2 separate regions of the Macaca mulatta genome follow, and region 1 is linked to region 2. A link is a contact called in public Hi-C data. All regions are on one chromosome and are shown on one strand. The core of a region is the stretch at or near the end of the contact, and the rest is flanking DNA. Distances in the headings are between cores, read along the strand shown.

What was found. Hi-C and Micro-C count contacts between places; a contact is called where the count stands out from the background.
Region 1: a contact with region 2 is called in a Hi-C map of fetal cortex germinal zone, with 2.7 times the contacts expected there. The contact joins the promoter of KMT2B here to the promoter of TMEM147 in region 2. A contact is called at or near these places in 3 of 14 Hi-C or Micro-C datasets (fetal cortex germinal zone, fetal cortical plate and liver).

The regions. Positions count from the first base shown.
Region 1 is chr19:46,963,020-46,970,022 of T2T-MMU8v2.0, forward strand. It overlaps KMT2B (lysine methyltransferase 2B), which reads left to right and starts at 3,485. Exons shown (of 37, transcript XM_015123697.3): 1 at 3,485-3,864; 2 at 4,951-5,023; 3 at 5,266-7,003. The coding sequence starts at 3,502. It overlaps ZBTB32 (zinc finger and BTB domain containing 32), which reads left to right. Exons shown (of 8, transcript XM_077982302.1): 4 at 1-981; 5 at 1,231-1,304; 6 at 1,413-1,481; 7 at 1,607-1,771; 8 at 1,961-2,525. The coding sequence starts at 101. The coding sequence ends at 2,235. It overlaps LOC106994742 (a long non-coding RNA gene), which reads right to left and starts at 2,998. Exons shown (of 2, transcript XR_001441404.3): 1 at 1-2,998.
Region 2 is chr19:46,806,397-46,813,070 of T2T-MMU8v2.0, forward strand. It overlaps TMEM147 (transmembrane protein 147), which reads left to right and starts at 3,754. Exons shown (of 7, transcript NM_001194024.2): 1 at 3,754-3,969; 2 at 4,041-4,110; 3 at 4,673-4,732; 4 at 4,818-4,954; 5 at 5,091-5,175; 6 at 5,264-5,385; 7 at 5,469-5,668. The coding sequence starts at 3,893. The coding sequence ends at 5,592. It overlaps GAPDHS (glyceraldehyde-3-phosphate dehydrogenase, spermatogenic), which reads left to right. Exons shown (of 11, transcript XM_001095332.5): 5 at 511-601; 6 at 681-799; 7 at 1,136-1,217; 8 at 1,532-1,683; 9 at 1,852-2,014; 10 at 3,066-3,163; 11 at 3,251-3,472. The coding sequence ends at 3,323. LOC144329402 (a long non-coding RNA gene) reads right to left here and starts at 3,710. Exons shown (of 3, transcript XR_013410509.1): 1 at 2,300-3,710; 2 at 1-1,288.

The sequences.
Region 1 (7,003 bases), core at 2,235-4,734, 160 kb after region 2:
TGAAATGAGATGAGATGTTCCTCCCTCCCCTTTCAACCATGGACCTCACACTGTGGCCTTTCTCTTAGAGCCTCTGAGATTGGTACCCAAGCAAGGCACAATGTCCCTGCTCCCCATAAGACTGCCCAGCCCCTATGGCTCTGATCGGCTGGTACAGCTAGCAGCCAGGCTCCGGCCAGCACTATGTGATACTCTGATCACCGTAGGGAGCCAGCAGTTCCCCGCCCACAGCCTGGTGCTAGCAGGTGTCAGCCAGCAGCTGGGCCGCAGGGGCCAGTGGGCTCTGGGAGAAGGCATCAGCCCTTCTACCTTTGCCCAGCTCCTGCACTTTGTGTATGGGGAGAGTGTAGAGCTGCAGCCTGGGGAGCTAAGGCCCCTTGAGGAGGCAGCCAGGGCCTTGGGAGTGCAGTCCCTGGAAGAGGCATGCTGGAGGGCTCGAGCGGACAGGGCTAAAGAGCCAGATCCAGTCCTGAAGAAACATCAGGAGGAGCCAGAGAAACCCTCAAGGAATCCTGAGAGAGAACTGGGGGACCCTGGAGAGAAGCAGAAACCAGAGCAGGTTTCTAGAACTGGTGGGAGAGAACAGGAGATGTTGCACAAGCACTCGGCACCAAGAGGCAGCCCTGAGATGGCAGGAGCAACACAGGAGGCTCAGCGGGAACAGACCAGGTCAAAGGAGAAACGCCTCCAAGCCCCTGTTGGCCAAAGGGGAGCAGATGGGAAGAATGGAGTGCTCATGTGGTTGAGGGAGAATCCGGGGGGCTCTGAGGAAAGTCTGCGCGAGCTCCCTGGCTCCCTTCCCCCAGCAGGCTCCCTGCAAACCAGCGTCACCCCGGGGCCCTTGTGGGCTGAGGCCCCTTGGTTGGTGGGGGGCCAGCCTGCCCTGTGGAGCATCCTGCTGATGCCGCCCGGATATGGTATTCCCTTCTACCATAGCACTCCCACCACTGGAGCCTGGCAGGAGGTCTGGCGGGACCAGAGGTGAGTGGAGGGGCCTAGTTCCCGGCCTCCAGGCTGGGAGGGTGTGGCCCAGGAGGGGCAGCCCTGCTGGGTGGAAAGGCACCGCATCTCTACTGCACAGTTCCTGAGCTGGGGATGAGACAAGAAGCTGCCGCCACAGGGCATGCCGAAGCCCAGCCCTGGGGAGAGGATTTGGGACGCCCCCTCTTCAGGAAGAGGGCAGGCTCTCAGGTTTAGTCAAGGCTGTAACTCTTCCCCACCCTATCCCAGGATCCCACTGTCCCTTAATGCCCCCAAAGGGCTCTGGAGTCAGAACCAGTTGGCCTCCTCCAGCCCCACCCCAGGTAAGCCCCTCGATGCCCTGCATACACCTGTAACACGGTGCCTTCTCTGGGGTGGGGCTCCAGGAGTCCAGCCTGAGCAGGGCCCCTACCTCCCACTGTTCTCTCCAGGTTCCCTCCCCAAGGGCCCCGCACAGCTCAGCCCTGGGGAGATGGAAGAGTCTCATCAGGGGCACAAAGGTGAGTCGGGCCGGGGCACTCGTGCCCCAGCCCCACTGTAGCCCTTGATTTCCTGCCTGAATGGTACAGTGAGTTGACGCTGGGATTCCTGGCCCTGCCCTCCTTTGCCTTCTCTGTCCCCACAGGTGCACTTGCAACCTGTGCGGGTCATGAGGACAAGGCAGGCTGCCCACCTCGCCCGCACCCTCCCCCGGCCCCTCCTGCTCGGTCTCGGCCCTATGCGTGCTCTGTCTGTGGAAAGAGGTTTTCACTCAAGCATCAAATGGAGACGCACTACCGAGTCCACACAGGTATGGGCGCCCCGCCCTGTGTGAACTGTCAGCTTTCTTCCCAACTCCGCTCCTGAGTCTCCACCTGCGTCTCCACCTGCGTGTCCGGTTCCCGCGCAATCCCCTCACCCCGTGGCCCGATCCACCCCTAACTTGGCCAGCTTTCGCCCGCTTCCTTCCTTCACCCGCCTCCCCTTCCGACCGCTCTAGGAGAGAAGCCCTTCTCCTGTAGCCTTTGTCCTCAGCGCTCCCGGGACTTCTCGGCCATGACCAAGCATCTGCGGACTCACGGGGCCGCTCCGTACCGCTGCCCCCTGTGCGGGGCCGGCTGTCCCAGCGTGGCCTCCATGCAGGCGCACATGCGCGGTCACTCGCCCAGCCAACTCCCGCCAGGATGGACCATCCGCTCCACCTTCCTCTACTCCTCCTCGAGGCCGTCTCGGCCCTCGACCTCTCCCTGTTGTCCTTCTTCCTCCACCACCTGACGGGGTGTCGGTAGCGTCTTAGTCAAGAGTCCAATTAAAGAACGAAAAGCGGGCCGGCTAGGCTTCTGACCTGGCACCGCTGCTACGGCGGCCTAGCAAATTCCGCCCCAGAAAGGGCACCGAGTGCCCTCTCCTGGACGATCGCGGGTCGCAGAAGCCCAGGCCAGCGAGCCCTACAGGGTGAGGACACTGAAGTGTGCAGAAGCGAAGGTTAACAGTAGTGGGGGGGGGATTGTCGATCTCATCACCATAATAAAGAGTTTCCTGTGCTCTCCCTTCAGGACTAGAAAGCCAAGTTTAGTCTGTGCACACCCTCGCCCACGCCCCTTGTCCTGTAGCGGCCCCTGGTGGTCCTGCGTCCGCCGTCCAGCGGGGTGGACACTTCCTCCGCCCCCGAGGCTCCCAGTCCTCCCCAGGAGGCAGCCGGCCGCGAGGGCTCGGTGTCCGGGCACACCTCGCGGCATGCCGGTCCTAGGCTGGTGGGGGCTGTGCGACCGCAAGTCACTCGCCCCTTCCAGTGCAATCCACGGCGCGCGGAGTCTGATCTGGGAGCGCTCGGCCCGAGCGAGAGAGGAACGTGTGCTCCGACCCTGCTTTCGGCCACCCGCCTCCTCTCCGGGAGCACACAGACCCCGAGACCGCGGCCTCTCCGGCGTCTTCCCTCCAGGCCGTGCCGAACCGCCGCCGGATCGCGCCCGGAACGGAGACTGACTATGCCTTCCACCGCTCCTTCTCCAGCCCACGCCTCCTGCAACCGCGAACTGCATTTCCCAGGGCCTCAGGGTCCCGGGGCCCGAGCCCGCGGCACCCTGGGAGTGGTAGTCCACGCGGGCCGCCGGCCTCGCCAAGAACAATGGGAGGAGCCTGGGGCTAGGACCACACCTCCCGGAGACCCGGCAACCCGCTTTCCGGGTCCTGGCCGGGAACCCAGCAGTCCCAGCCCTCGCGCCTTGGCTGCCGGCGGAAGAAGCGAGGCGTCCAGACTACATTTCCCGGAGGCCCCCGCGGCTCGGCCCTCTGCGGCCGCAACGCGGGGTCTGTGCTCCCCAGGCGCGGTCCGAGGGCGCCGGCCGGCCGCGGACTCCCTCTCCCGTGGTGCCCTGCGCGTGGCCGGCCCGGCCCCCGGCCTCCGGCGGCCCCGCGGCGGCGCTGGTTGTTGTCGTGCGCCGGTGCCGCCCCGCCCCGCCCCCGCTTTCTCCCCTCCCCCCGGCCCTGCGCACGGGCCGCCCCTCCCCCCGCCTCCCCGGCCCCTCTCACGGTGCCAAGATGGCGGCGGCGGCGGGCGGCGGCAGTTGCCCCGGGCCTGGCTCCGCGCGGGGCCGCTTCCCGGGCCGGCCGCGGGGCGCCGGCGGGGTCGGGGGCCGCGGCGGACGGGGCAACGGGGCCGAAAGAGTGCGGGTAGCTCTGCGGCGCGGCGGTGGCGCGACGGGGCCGGGCGGAGCCGAGCCCGGGGAGGACACGGCCCTGCTCCGTTTGCTGGGGCTCCGCCGGGGCCTGCGCCGGCTCCGCCGCCTGTGGGCCGGCCCGCGGGTCCAGCGGGGCCGGGGCCGGGGTCGGGGCCGGGGCTGGGGTCCGAGTCGGGGCTGCGTGCCGGAGGAGGAGAGCAGTGACGGGGAATCCGACGAGGAGGTGAGGCGGTCGGAGGCGTCCCCGGCGCCGGGTGGGGCGGAGGCCGGGGCTTCCAGGGGTCTGGGTTGTCCCGGGGGTGGCGTGGGCAGGCCGGGTCCTCAGGGTTCCTTCGGAGAGACGGGGCACGGAGGGAGGGAGGCTGCATGCAGCTTCCGGGGGAAAGGGCCTCTGGAAGTGGGTAGAGGAGCCCAGGCTGCAGCCGGGCACTCGCGCCCGATGTCGGTCCCGCTGAAGTGTCCTGGGCCGATCCTTTTCGGCAGCTGGCAGAGCTAGGGCGGTGGAGGTTTGGGCGAGGAGGCAGTGGGGACTGCATGCCCAGCCAGTCTTGGTTGACAGCGGCAGCGTGGCCTTGGCAGACAGGTTGGAGCTGTCTGGGCTCTTACCTGTGGGCCGCCCTGCCGGGCCTCGCAACCTTCTGGTTTCTCCAGGGCCCCAGTTCCTCTTGGCATCTCAGGTGGAATGGTGGAGGGTTTCCTCTTGGGGCTCGGGCTGAACAGGAGTGGGATGAAGGCCGGGACTGGGCACCCTGGCAGGTCAGAGCTCAGCTCAGGATTTCTCCCCCAGCCTTTCAGAACAGGCAGGAAGGTGTGGGTTGCTACCCTGGACGCTTAATAACCACCTGAGGGCTTGCAGTGGAGCCCGTACGAAAGCCATCTGATGCCCTCCCTGCCCCTCCACTTGCGGGCCCCTGTTCCCAACTTAATTCAGAAAGAAATTGTGGCCCGAGAGGGTGTCAGTGGAGGTCCCACTTTGGTCTCAGTTGGACTCTGAGGGAATCTGAGTATGGGGCCTGCTGCCTTCCCTGAGGAGACCCTGTCGTCGTCTCTCCTGAGCCAGTGAACCATGGCTTTGGTTGTGCTGCTGTGGTCCAGCACTGGGGATCGGGGTTCAGAATACCTGGCGCCTCTATCCCTAGGGAAAGACCCTCTCTTGCACTCCCCGTGACCTTTGAGTCTTTTTTGTTCTTTTTAAATAGGCAGGGGTATGTTAAGTGGGAACTGGGGATATTCCTCGATGCCTCAGGTGGAACGAGGGCTTTGGCACTGACTGCTGTTTCTCCCCTCCACCCCTGGTCCCCTAAATCAGGAGTTTCAGGGTTTTCATTCAGATGAAGATGTGGCCCCCAGTTCCCTGCGCTCTGCGCTCCGATCCCAGCGAGGTGAGTGACGGGGGAACTCCACCTCTGTAGCGTCACAGGAATTTATCCTCGCCCTTCGTGTCAGCTCTTCCCTGTTCAACTAGTCTCTGTCAGTTGCCGAGTGTGTTCTGTGTTCAGAGTCCAAGCTAGTCTGGGCAGCGGGGGAAACACACAAGCAAGACTTAGTCCCTGCCCTCCTGGAGCGCTTTCCTCTGTCTGCAGGGCCGGCTTGATCCATCTCCCCACACCTATTCTCCTTTTAGGTCGAGCGCCCCGAGGTCGGGGTCGCAAGCATAAGACGACCCCCCTTCCTCCTCCTCGCCTAGCAGATGTGGCTCCTACCCCCTCAAAGACCCCTGCCCGGAAACGGGGTGAGGAAGGCACAGAACGGATGGTGCAGGCACTGACTGAACTTCTCCGGCGAGCCCAGGCACCCCCAGCACCCCGGAGCCGGGCGTGTGAGCCCTCCACCCCCCGGCGGTCTCGGGGACGGCCCCCAGGACGGCCAGCAGGCCCCTGCAGGAGGAAGCAGCAAGCAGTAGTGGTGGCAGAAGCAGCTGTGACAATCCCCAAACCTGAGCCCCCACCTCCTGTGGTTCCAGTGAAACACCAAACTGGCAGCTGGAAGTGTAAGGAGGGACCCGGCCCAGGACCTGGGACCCCCAAGCGTGGAGGACAGTCAAGCCGCGGAGGCCGTGGAGGCAGGGGCCGAGGCCGAGGTGGTGGGCTTCCTTTTGTGATCAAGTTTGTTTCAAGGGCCAAGAGAGTAAAGATGGGACAATTGTCCTTGGGACTCGAATCAGGTCAGGGTCAAGGTCAACATGAGGAAACTTGGCAGGATGCCCCCCAAAGAAGAGTTGGATCTGGACAGGGAGGGAGCCCTTGCTGGAAAAAGCAGGAACAGAAGCTGGATGACGAGGGAGAAGAGAAGAAAGAAGAAGAAGAAAAAGACAAGGAGGAGGGAGAAGAGAAGGAAGAAAGAGCTGTAGCTGAGGAGACGATGCCAGCCGTGGAAAAGGAAGAGACAAAGCTGCCACCACCGCCTCTGACTCCTCCAGCCCCTTCACCTCCTCCGCCCCTCCCACCCCCTTCAACATCTCCTCCACCGCCACTCTGCCCTCCACCACCACCCCCCGTGTCCCCGCCACCTCTACCATCCCCTCCACCGCCTCCTGCCCAAGAGGAGCAGGAAGAGTCACCTCCTCCTGTGGTCCCAGCTACGTGCTCCAGGAAGAGGGGCCGGCCTCCCCTGACTCCCAGCCAGCGGGCGGAGCGGGAAGCTGCTCGGGCAGGGCCAGAGGGTACCTCTCCTCCCACTCCAACCCCCAGCACCACCACGGGAGGCCCTCCGGAAGACAGTCCCACCGTGGCCCCCAAAAGCACCACCTTCCTGAAGAATATCCGGCAGTTTATTATGCCTGTGGTGAGTGCCCGCTCCTCCCGTGTCATCAAGACACCCCGGCGATTTATGGATGAAGACCCCCCCAGGCCCCCAAAGGTGGAGGTCTCACCTGTCCTGCGACCTCCCATCACCACCTCCCCACTTATTCCCCAGGAACCAGCACCAGTCCCCTCTCCACCACGTGCCCCAACTCCTCCATCTACCCCAGTCCCACTCCCTGAGAAGAGACGGTCCATCCTAAGGGAACCCACATTTCGCTGGACCTCACTGACCCGGGAGCTGCCCCCTCCTCCCCCAGCCCCTCCACCTCCCCCGGCCCCCTCCCCACCCCCTGCTCCAGCCACCTCCTCCCGGAGGCCCCTACTCCTTCGGGCCCCTCAGTTTACCCCAAGCGAAGCCCACCTGAAGATCTACGAATCGGTGCTTACTCCTCCTCCTCTTGGGGCTCCTGAAGCCCCTGAGCCAGAGCCTCCTCCTGCCGATGACTCTCCAGCTGAGCCTGAGCCTCGGGCAGTGGGCCGCACCAACCACCTCAGCCTGCCTCGATTCGCCCCTGTGGTCGCCACTCCTGTTAAGGCCGAGGTGTCCCCTCATGGGGC
Region 2 (6,674 bases), core at 2,504-5,003:
TCCTCCAGGAGCTTTCTCTTTAATGCAGTGTCTGTTTTCAGGGACTCTCCTGGCCCTTGGCAGCCAGCTTCCTATTGCAGGAACTGAGGATCTAGGAGGGTTCGTGGCGAGGTTGTCGGGGTTGGGGACCAGAAAGCAGCTGGGCAGGCCTCACAGTCACAGAGTCCACATCCCGGGCAGCATACAGAGAAAGGGTCTGAGCTGGCTGACAGCAGTCAGGGTTGGCGCCTCTAAGGAGGTTGAGGGCTGAGTTGGGGAGGTCACCGCCCATACCCAGGCATAGCAGAGGTGGTGCAATCAACAAAAGGAAGGTGGTCCAAAGTGGGGCAGTGGTGAAAAGCCAGGCCAGCGGGGTGGAGCTCATCTGGAGCAAGTAGGTATGTCGGTGGGGGACGCAGGTAGTTGCAGGTGGGCCAGCATCTGCTCAACCTTTCAAATGGTGAAGGCCGTGGACTATGAAGGTGGGGCTCAAGCAGGGGAGACTGACTCAGCCCTGCCACTACCCCACAGCAAGGAGCCCAAACAGATCCCCTGGAGGGATGTCGGGAGCCCCTACGTGGTGGAGTCCACAGGCGTGTACCTCTCCATAGAGGCAGCTTCGGTAAGCTGGGGAGAGGTGTCCAGGGCCAGCTGGGGGGATGATGGCGCCAGAAGCACCTGACACCGCGCTTCCTCCCCAGAACCACATCTCAGCAGGTGCTCAACGTGTGGTCATCTCCGCACCCTCGCCAGACGCACCAACGTTCGTCATGGGTGTGAATGAAAACAACTATAACCCTGGCTCCATGAACATTGTGAGGTAAGGGGGGCAGCGACATCCTGCAATGTGTGGAAGGGAGGGTAGACTCGTCCTCCCCACTCTCAGCTCCACTGGATTCCTGGTCACTCGGCTTCTACTTCTCCTTCCCGAAACTATCTGCTAAACACGCATGACTTCTGGAGGACAAGCTTGGGGAGCCTCCCCAGCTGCATCTCGGTGCCTCCTTCAGTCTGACGGTGTCTGCACAGATCCCTCTCACCCTCATCCTGACGTTTCACAAAACCAAGTCTGCGTGCATACCCCAAGAGGGGTAAGGGTGGAGGGGTGGCTCTGCAACTCACCTCACAGTGCCCGTGCACACCTTGGCTGTTGCAGCAACGCGTCCTGCACCACCAACTGCTTGGCCCCCCTTGCCAAGGTCATCCACGAGCGATTTGGGATCGTGGAAGGGTTGATGGTGAGTTGAGGATGAGGGGCTGGGGCAGGATGGCAGGGAAACCCCAACCTTTTCTTCCCAGGCCTTGCTTACTATATGGAGTTAAGAGGGAGAGATTGGTTTCGGGAGGAGAGGCCCACCAGTGCAGAAGTCTTTTAAAACACTGTACAACCCTCAGTCAAGGCTGGACCCTGGCCTGCACACGTCCCCTCCTGTGGTCTGTGGTGGTGGCCCCACCAGCCTCCACACCTAGGCCACTACCCTAGTCCCGGAAAAAAAGAGGTATGGGAGCTTAGGACTATGAAGGCCTCATCTTGGTCCTTCTCTTCCCCAAGACTACAGTCCATTCCTACACGGCCACCCAGAAGACAGTGGATGGGCCATCAAAGAAGGCCTGGAGAGATGGGCGGGGTGCCCACCAGAACATCATCCCAGCCTCCACTGGGGCTGCGAAAGCCGTGACCAAAGTCATCCCAGAGCTCAAAGGGTATGAGGACAAGAAGCCGCAACCAGGGTGGGGGCATACCCCGGGAGGACTGGACTGGCCCTCAGTCCTTAAGGGGAAAGCAGGAGCCTGGCCCGGCCACAGGGCAAGGGGGATTGGAGGGCAACGTCCCTAAGTTCTGACTCCTGTTCTTCATGGGGGATTCTCCAGGAAGCTGACAGGGATGGCATTCCGGGTACCAACCCCGGATGTGTCTGTTGTGGACCTGACCTGCCGTCTCGCCCAGCCTGCCCCCTACTCAGCCATCAAGGAGGCTATAAAAGCAGCAGCCAAGGGGCCCATGGCTGGCATCCTTGCCTACACCGAGGATGAGGTAGGGGCTGAGGAGAGGAGACCCTGGGAGGAGCCCTCTGGGGAGGGACATGATTTCCACTTGCCAGGGAGCTGCTCTCAATGTGTCAAGACAGAAACTGCAGGGCGGGAAGGGAGATCTCCCTGCCTCAGGGCCTTTGCACTTCCTGTTCCTTTGGTCTGGAATGCTTGCCCCCCCCAGATGACCACACAGTCTGTCCTTACTTCCTCCAAGTCTCTACTTCAACCTCCCTCTTCAGCAAGGCACCCCCTCAAAAGATGTTCTTTCTGTGGCCCTATTCCTCACCTGAAATTTCTTGTCAGTCACTGTTGATCCCAATGGTGTGTGCATTCCAAGAAAACAGGGATTTAGGGGCTGCGTTTTCACTTTTCTGGCTCCAACCTGGCAGACAGCAGGTGACCAATACATGCTTAGTGAACAAAAGACAACAGTTCTCATTTTTTTCAATACTTGTTCAGGGCCAGGCCATGGCCAGGTGCCTTCTCTGTGAGGAGTGGATGCCATGGTCATGGTGGACCCCGTACATCTACCTTGGTGCTGTCTCCCTGCATTAACTCCTGCAGGTCCACTTTCCCACAGTCGCCAGGATCTTTTGTTTTAATGGAATCACACTGCATCACCCATTTTCAGGAGTGAAAACACTCTTGTGGCCTTTCCTGACACTAGGGCTAAAACCCTCAGGTTCTCCGTTCCTGCAGCTCCTTCCACCTCAGACGCTGTGTTGAGGGCCAGAGCCAGTGAGATCTTCCTAGTCATCTAGACTCAGGCTCATGGCCACCCCTCAGAGAGGCCCTCCATACTGGCCCATTTCAAATGCTTGCATTATTCCTAGGAAAGGGATGTACTGGTACAGCATGAGGGTGTTTGTGACCTGTGCCCTTTGGTCAGACCCCAGTAGAGTGCCTTGGTCCCTGTCCCCAGAGACTGAACACAGTAGGGCTGCATCAAAAATAGATGAATGCATGGATGGGCGATAGAGCTAAGAGCACTGTCAGCTCCTGGAAGTCCTTGCTCTGCCGGACACACTTATCTTTGAAATTCTGACGCCCAGGTCGTCTCTACGGACTTCGTCGGTGATAGCCACTCGTCCATCTTCGATGCTAAGGCCGGCATTGCGCTCAATGACAATTTCGTGAAGCTCATTTCATGGTAAGGGGAAAGGAGCTGGAGACTTGCAGGGGAACTAAGGGGTGGTCGGAAGGAACCCCCTTGAGCCTGCCAATCCCTCCTCCACAGGTACGACAACGAATATGGCTACAGTCACCGGGTGGTCGACCTCCTCCGCTACATGTTCAGCCGAGACAAGTGAAACGGAAAGGTCCCTTCTTTCCTTCCCAGGGGCCAGGGCCGGTACATGTGCCTCCCGTTCCTGCATCTGGCTGCCCGGGGGAGGAAGGGCACCCGGGGCGGACGCCCCACGCCGCTGGGTCCATGGTGAAATAAAAAACAGTGCTCACAGCTGCGTCCCGTATTTCTGCGCCGGTCACGGCGGGTTCTGATCCGGGTTTGAGGCCCGCCCCACCCTTACTCGATCGCCTGCGCCCACGGGCGAGGGGTCGCGCTTGACGTCAAGCCGGGTTCCACTTCGGGAGACGGGGACAGCGATGGCAGCGGGAGAGGTCCCGCATGGCCGGAAGTCACTCCCCACAGCGCTGGGCCGGGAGCGCTGGCAACCGGGCCCGGCCACGGGCGCTCTGACGTCACTGGGCGCGACGCCCCGCGCCGAGACTACTGATCCCAGAAGGTCGCGCGCTGGCCCCCGCCAGTCAGGTGGGCGCCAGGCCCTGGCCGTGGCGAAAGTACCGGCGGAGCCGGAGACCCGCTGCCGGAGACGCCGCCTCGCGATCCCCGCGCGGGCGGGACCGGGCGGCCAGCGTCATGACCCTGTTTCACTTCGGGAACTGCTTCGCTCTCGCCTACTTCCCCTACTTCATCACCTACAAGTGCAGCGGCCTGTGAGTGCGGGAAGGGCGCGGGGCGGAGAGGGCGCGGGGCCCGGGCCGAGCCTCACCTCCCGCTTCTCCAGGTCCGAGTACAACGCCTTCTGGAAATGCGTCCAGGCTGGAGTCACCTACCTCTTTGTCCAACTCTGCAAGGTAAGGGCCGCCGGAATCCACGTGTTCTGGCCCCCAGGCTCTGCAGACCCAGGGACCCGCCCCCGTTGCGTATCCCCCGCCACGGTGGGACCGCCCTCGGGACTCAGCGTAGGGAGGCGTCAGGATACCTAGAAAGGATAGACTTTAAAGAGGGCACGACCTGAGAAGAGGCCTAAAAGCAACTTTTGCGTCGCACTTAGTAAAACTGAGAAAACGTCAGTAGTGTGGTTGGCTAAGAGGTGTTTTTTTTTTTGGTGCGATTAAGAGTGATCACTGATTCCCTACATGCTGTTAACACTGCCCAAGGAGCAGCACCTTCAAACCTGACTCAGATGCCCTGTGATCACCCAGAACTCCAACTTCCAGCCCCCTCGGGGACCCGGGGACCTATCCTCTATCTCCCCCATTCCTGTAATCTTGCCACCATCTGGTGGTTCCTCTTCCAGATGGGTCCCCAGAACCTGTCCTGCCCTCCTCATACCCACGAACTTCCCACAAATCCCACGTGGTTTATCTTGATCCCCTCACCTTGAAGTGACCTCTTTCTGCTTTCTCTTCTCAGATGCTGTTCTTGGCCACTTTCTTTCCCACCTGGGAAGGCGGCATCTATGACTTCATTGGGGTGAGAGGGGCCAGGGAAGGGCAGGGCATGCAGGAGCGGGGCTCCCTGTCCCCTGTGCTTACTTAAGCCTCAACCTGACCCGCAGGAGTTCATGAAGGCCAGCGTGGATGTGGCAGACCTGATAGGTCTAAACCTTGTCATGTCCCGGAATGCCGGCAAGGGGGAGTACAAGATCATGGTTGCTGCCCTGGGCTGGGCCACCGCTGAGCTTATTATGTCCCGGTGCGTGCAGCAGCCTGGAACCCAGACACCTGAGAAGGGACACCTGGGTTCCACGGGGGTGCTGGAGGGCAGGGGCTCACAGCCTGGTACTGAAGGTGTCTGGGTACTGGAGAATCCCATCCTTTGCCTTCCTCAGCTGCATTCCCCTATGGGTCGGAGCCCGGGGCATTGAGTTTGACTGGAAGTACATCCAGATGAGCATAGACTCCAACATCAGTCTGGTAGGCAGTCCTGCTCTCCCACACACACATTTCTGCTGGCGGCCATACTCCTATCGAGGCCTGGCCCCAACTTTCCGCCTCCCTCCAGGTCCATTACATCGTCGCATCTGCTCAGGTCTGGATGATAACACGCTATGATCTGTACCACACCTTCCGGCCGGCTGTCCTCCTACTGATGTTCCTCAGTGTCTACAAGGCCTTCGTGATGGAGTGAGCTGGGTGGGGTTTAGGGCTGGGTCCAAAGTGGGGTGGGTTATCTAGTCTCCCTCCCTCATGGTGACATTTTCCTGCAGGACCTTCGTCCACCTCTGCTCACTGGGCAGCTGGACAGCCCTACTGGCCCGAGCAGTGGTAACGGGGCTGCTGGCCCTCAGCACCTTGGCCCTGTACGTCGCCGTTGTCAATGTGCACTCCTAGGCTTGGTGTCTCAGATACTGATGTACCCTTTCCCTGACTCGCTTCAGGTTTTAGTGAAGTAAACAGTATTTGGAAAGTTGCTGCTGCCTCCATTTCTCTCTCTCTTGGGAACTGTCTCCCAATACCGTGCCCACCTGGGTCCCAGAGGCCCTGGTTCTGGCTCAGGAGCCAGGTAGACAAGCTGGAAGCTAGCCAGTCACTGGCTTATCCCATGTCCTGTTCCTCAGGCTCCTAGTTTGTCAGGAGTAGACAATGTTTGGATGATCTTTGAGCAATGGCAGAGGCCAGGGCCCTCAGGGAACAGGTGATAGAGGGGAGCTAGAATCCAAGAGAAGGCCCTTGGGGGCTCTTCCTCTCCTCACAGCCTCAACCTGGGCCTCCCCACACAGGTCCTTCCCGGGCTGGTTACCTCTGAGGCTCCCGGCCCCAGTGTCCCCCTCCAATCCATCCTCTGTATGGCAGCCAGGGGATCTATCTGAAACCCATGTAACCGGGTCATCCTCCCGCTTGCAACCACTTGCAGCCCCTTGTTACACAGTGGACAGTCCAATTGCTCGGCCTTTGGTTTTATCCAACCAGCAAAATCAGCTTTTCTGAAACTGCTCCCTAGAATAATTTGCCCAGCCAGATTCTTAACATCGTTCAAGCCATGGGGTCAGCATGAGGCTGGGGGGAGAGTTGTGACTGTGAGCTCCTCAGTTCTATGGCCCTCAGCTCAGATCCCAGCCTGAGCCTTCTCAGGGTGGAGTGGAGAGACAGCTGCAGCCAAGGAGCAGAGCAGTGGGGCCCCCAGCTTTGACCTTGTCCTGGATGCCCCCCTCCATTCTCGGCCTTCCTTGGTCCACTGAAGCCAGCTCCCCGCCTCTCTCTGAGGGGGATGTGTCAGAAGTTTTGAATGTCATGTTTAAGCTCCACTTTGATGCACACCTTCCCCACTCAGGAAGATGTTCCCCAGCCCTGACGTTCCCAGTGGGGTACCCCAGGGAGTAGGTTAGGGCAGTTGCCCCTCTTCCTCCAGGCTGTTGAGGTTCCATATGATTTTTTTCTTTTTTTTTTTCCTTTGAGACGGAGTCTTGCTCTGA